Regions from separate parts of the Gossypium arboreum genome. Here region 2 is linked to region 1. The links are chromatin contacts, called in public Hi-C maps. All regions are on one chromosome and are shown on one strand. Each heading gives the region's core, a stretch centred on a gene start, on an enhancer-like site or on the middle of the called end of the contact. The rest is flanking DNA. Distances are from core to core; before and after follow the strand shown. Region 1 holds the start of LOC108460840 (chaperone protein dnaJ 16-like). Region 2 holds the start of LOC108457825.

Evidence for each region. A called contact is a pair of places that touch in the nucleus more often than the background predicts.
Region 2: a Hi-C map of leaf shows a contact between it and region 1, with 4 times the contacts expected there. The contact joins the promoter of LOC108457825 here to the promoter of LOC108460840 in region 1. A contact is called at or near these places in 2 of 5 Hi-C or Micro-C datasets (both in leaf).

The regions. Positions count from the first base shown.
Region 1 is chr4:112,947,829-112,950,680 of ASM2569848v2, reverse strand. LOC108460840 (chaperone protein dnaJ 16-like) reads right to left here and starts at 1,499. Exons shown (of 12, transcript XM_053026505.1): 1 at 1,336-1,499. The coding sequence starts at 1,496. It overlaps TRNAQ-UUG (transfer RNA glutamine (anticodon UUG)), which reads left to right and starts at 1,876; the gene lies at 1,876-1,947.
Region 2 is chr4:113,223,158-113,226,009 of ASM2569848v2, reverse strand. It overlaps LOC108457825, which reads left to right and starts at 1,401. Exons shown (of 13, transcript XM_017756982.2): 1 at 1,401-1,871; 2 at 2,668-2,777. The coding sequence starts at 1,709.

The sequences.
Region 1 (2,852 bases), core at 250-2,749:
AGCAAGTTTTTTGAGTGTATAACCAGAACTTTATATGCTTAATGTCAAGAGATGTCCAACGTGAACTATCTGAAAAGTAGCCCATGCCATACATTGTATGTCCCAAATCACATATTTCATTTGTCATATCTGCTTGCTGGAAAGGAGCATCATCAAGGCAAATAAATCATTCTGTGGACACATGTTGGAAACAATCATTTGGATACTTTAGTTATGGTTTTATCTGTTGTTTGACAAGTATTCCGGATATCCAACCAGTCACTAAAGGCCAGCGTTATTCTGCTTCGAATGCTTATCCCTGCACAAGCATGGTATAGGACACCTGATCTAAGCAAAATCTGTTGTCTAACTGGCAAATACCAACACTAAAAATCTGAAGCTTGGCCAAGTCCTCCACAGCTATTGCTATATGTTGATAAATGACTCTCCTACACACTATCATTGGGAAGGCAAACCATCACACCGAACCCCAATCACTCATAAATCTCCAGTTATGGTTCGAAAATGCCATCCAAATTCAGGTTCTAAATACTTGGTATACTCCATGTACGCAAGTGAATTTACCTTATAATTAACCAATAGTTATCAATATGCTCAAACTAGTGTACCCTGATGTACCCTAAAGAAATCACTAAAAACTCTTAACAAAAACACCAAGAATTCGAACATAGGAACACCTTTAAACTTATAAAGGAAAAAGACCGAAAATTTACAATTAAAATTTTTTTTTAAAAAAAAAAGGTAAGAAAAACTAAACATACTTGAGAGCCATTTTTCTGTACGCGCTCTTAATTTCCTGATCCGTAGAGTTTCTCAAGACCCCAAGCACCTCATAAGGATCTCGACGAAGATGCTTCGCCATGCCATCGTTTTTCTCCGACTTGGATCGATGTGGCGGCATTTTTCTATAGACACCACCAAACAAAAAACTAAACCGGAAAATTGTTCTATTTTAAGGTAAGAAACCCTAGAAATCCAAAACCTTAAACTAAATTCCAAAAACGGAATGGAAATTAACTCCCTTATGTCTCCACCACATTTCAACAAAGTAGGAGACTTTTTTAGGGGGTTAAGAAGCGAAAAAGGAAAGATTCAGGTGCATTGAGAAGAGAAGATAGAAAGAGGAAACTCCATGGGACTTCCAAGCTGGAGGTTTGATAGAGAGAAGAGAAAGAAAGAGGAGGAAAAATTGGAGGGGAAATTAATTAGGTGCAATGTTAATATTTTAACATATTCATTTTTTAAATTTAAATTTTAGACAACCTATATCGTCATTGGTTTATAAATATTTTCAAAAACCAAAATTCAATGGCTATGCGTTTATCTGAACAGTACCATTGCAGTATGGAGATTGCACACTGCGCACTGCAGTCTGCAGTCTGCAGTCTGCAAGCGCATATCTGCTTGCATTGGCACGTGTCATGGGATCGAGGAGCACGTGGGTGCGCAATGCGCATAATTTGCATTCCTCGTTGAAGCGGGATTTTGAAAAACATGGAAATTGTTTTTTTATACAAAAAAGAAAGGGAAATTGTTTAATTTTATTATTTAAATTATTGGATTATAAAAATAATTACAAATATAATTAAAGGTACCCACAAAATTACTTAAATATATATATAAATTAAACAAAATCATGAAAAAGCATAAGATGTTGAAGTTTTTATAGCACAAATTACTAGTTTATTAAAAATTATATAAATACATAAATTATCGAACCTAATTCTCTCAATTGCAAACAGTGAATAATGATCTTGTTGCATGATTTAGAATCATCCGATCACTAACTTGCAGATTATTCTTATTCCCATTGAAAATCCTTTTATTTCCTCTATTTTGATTTTAAATTACGATTTATATCTCATAACCATCGGAGGTTCTATGGTGTAGTGGTTAGCACTCTGGACTTTGAATCCAGCGACCTGGGTTCGACTCCCGGTAGGACCTTTTTTGTTCACCTTAAAATGCGATATTTAAAAGAAAAATGGTTATTAATTTTATCATAATTCGGTTATTGGAGTAAAATTTAAGTGGCTTTCTATTTTTTCATAATTTTTTATGATTAATATTTTAACAATCAGACCGTTATATTTCATGCTCTAGTTATATAAATCATATATGTCAAGTTTGATATAAATTAAAAAATTCTAACTATTTATTTTATGAAAAAGACTTTCAATTATCAAATATATGTTATTATAAACAATACTTTAAATTGATATGATGTAGATATCTGACTCGATTAAAATTTTGCATGCATGATAAGTACAAATATTTTAAAAAATTCAACTATTAGATCGTTAAAATATTAATAGCATAAAAAAGTTATCAATGGTGTAAAACAACTTAAGTTTTACATTGTATAAGTGAATTCCTCCCCATAATTTTTGAATGTTTATAATTTATATTTATAATTGTGATTATGCCTATAATTATATAATTGTTTGATCAAAACCAATCTAATCTTCAAGTATAGTTGCTATTGGTAGGGCTGCAAATGAATCAAGCTTGAATGAACGAACCTTTGTTCATGTTCGTTTGTTTATTTTTAAATTTCTTCATGTTCAATTTGTGTTCGTTAAAAATTTTAAATTTTTTGTTCATGTTCATTTATTTAAATTTATGTGTGTTCATATTCGTTTGTTTAAAATTCACGAACATTAAACAACATGTTCATGAACATATAATTGAACATGTTCACGAACAATATTAATGAATAATAAACAAACATATAATAAATAAATACATACACACAGATATTATTTCAATATTTTTATAAGAAAATATCATTAATAAATAAACGAGTCATAAACAAGCTTATAAACGAGCCAATAAACGAGTTTGTTCGTGAA
Region 2 (2,852 bases), core at 152-2,651, 280 kb before region 1:
ATGTGACATTTTATATTCAGATCCTCTAACTGGGTCGGATATAAGGGGTCACATATGGACTACGTTTTGGGATTTTAAAGGTCCCCAACGAATCAATCAGTTCCTATAGATGGTTCTTTAAGGCAAGTTACTTACAAATAAGGAAAGACAGAAGCGTGGTTTCACGGATGATCCATCATGTTGTGTTTGTGTTGCGACTGAGGAAATTGTTCTGCATATCCTACGAAACTGTCAATAAGCTTGAAGGGCGTGGCTGCAGTTTCTTTCCTCTCAGGTACCATCTTCGTTTTTCGATACATCTCTCTTAGTGGATCTATATGAATCTACAAAACAGTTTCGACTTTCATTTTCACAATGCCTACTGGCCAATGATCTTTGGAATGGTTATTTGGAGACTATGGAAGCAAAGGAATTTATTGATTTTTAAAGGGGTGCATCTTGAACTCTTTTCTTTTCTGAGAACCTGTTGGTTTTGGACTTTAAATATCAGTGAAGGGGAAGTTACAATTCCAAATGGTAGGACTTGTCAAGATATATGGCAAGCTCCACTAGTGAATTGGGTCAAGCTGAATACCGATGGTAGTTGTTGTTCCAATTTGTGTCTTGCTTCAGCAATGGAGGTGGTTAGGGATCAACATGGTAAATGGGTTATAGGCTATGGAAGGAACATCAACAATTGTATTGCGGTTGTGACGGAACCGTGGATGATTTTTTATGGTCTGCAGCTACTTTGGTCCAAAGGTGCTAACCATGTTCTTCTCGAAAGTGATAGCAAAGTTGTTGTCCAAGCTTATACCAATGAAGATGACAACTATGGGAACTACGCGTTGACCTTGTGCATCAAGCAAATTCAACATAGGAATTGGATAGTCCATGTTACTCACATTTACAAAGAGTCCAACACTGCTACACATACATTGGCGATTCTTACAAGATCCTAGTGTCACGGGCCATAGTTCAATCTAGCCCCGTGACACTAAGAGCAAGGATTACAGGTTCATACAACTCCAACAACTCATTACTTTGTTAGGCACTAATTCTAGGCCTACATATGCTATGTAATTAGCTTTCCTTCTATTCAACCAAAAAAAGTTAAGCACATCCCTGGCAAACAAAACATTCTTGCAGACTTACTCTCCAGGCCCAAAGAAAATCCAAAAGTCCTAGCCTATAAAAGAGTTTATTGGCCCAGACCCATCATGATGTATAGACCCTATTCCTCAACATCCACATCACCTACTCCTTACACTGTCACCCCAAACCTTCACCCAGAATACCCACCAGAGGTCATCACTCTTGTAGAAAAAAACTGTTTTCACTAGAAAGCCAAAGAGATGATGCTTGAATACCAAACCCAAATTTTCAAAAATTTTGGAGGTCTTATAATTAATATGAGTAAAGGACAAACTTGTCAAGATTGGTTTTTGAAAATCCAATTAAATTGAGCTCAAACCGCAGATGGTATCATCGATAGCTCACAAGTTCACCCGCCCAGGTTAAAAGTTAAAATGGAGTACGAAAATAAACCGATTGTTTTCATCGAGCTTAGCCGGTGCCGTTTTGGAGCGAATCACTAGAGAATTGATGACTCCTGCACGAGGCTTAATCAGAAATGAAACTGTTTGGAGTCCAGGGCTGGAATTAGAGGGGTTCGGGCTTTGTTTTCATTTTGCCAACTTCCTCCCTTTCCCTTTGCCGGCGAAGTAACATGGCAGCAGAAGAAGATGATGTATGGGCAAAAGCCACAAAAGTAGCTGATGATTTGTACGAGATTAGAGACACTTTTTTCCCTCAAAACCCCGATGATAAAACCTCTAAACTGCAACACGAATCCGATCTCGCTCTCAATCTCCTCGATTCCATTCCTGCTGGTATTTTCCCTAATCATACTGTTCATTTTTTTTCTTCTTGCTTGCAACCAAATGGTTTGGGTTCTACTTTTTATTTATGCTATCAAATTTGTTGCTGCCATCCCTCTGCGATTACAACAACTCTGCATTGAATGCGGATTTGAAGCTTCTTGCTTGAGAACACTGAAGACTTAAATACCTATTACTAGAAATTTATACAAATGTTTATGTCAGAATTTGGCACTTCTACTAACTCTAAACTATTCTAACTGGATGTTTTACTTGATGCTTGTGCTCCAATTTTTATTGAGTTTAATACTTGCGCTCTTATAAATTTTTTTTGTTACTTTGACTCTCGAGATCAAACTATCGTGAAATTTGTTATAGGATTTTATAGAAGTGTACATGTATATATATATATATATCGATATAGATGATTAACCATTATGTCATGCCACGCCATGACCGAAATGCTGCATTATCCAAATTAACAGTAGAGTTTTTCTCAATTGTCTTTCAAGTAACTTTTAATAATAGTGTAAGGATTAAATTCGTTAATATTGACTGAGAGAGTCTAAATGGTCAAATTAAAATGGTGAAGGGAGTGAATTCGTACTTCAACCTATATATTTCTGTTAGATTGGTGTTCTTATATATATTTTGATCATGTTGGATATAATCTGCTGATGTGCAACAGCACCATGGAATTACAAACAGAAATGGGACCAGAAATTCTCATCTTTTATTTTTTAGCCTTATGTTTATATCAAACTTTTTTGGCTCATTAAAACATTTAACTAAACATCTTTTACTACAGAACAAAGAAAATTACCTGCACGGCGTGCAGCATATGAGTATCTACGAGGGAAGATATTAGATGTAGTGCCTGACTATAGGAAGGAAGCAGAGGATCATCTTTCAAAAGCAGTAAGCAGGAATAGAGTGTTCACTTGTTTTTATGGCTTGCTATAATACTTGGGCTCTGAATAAGGCTTATGCTTT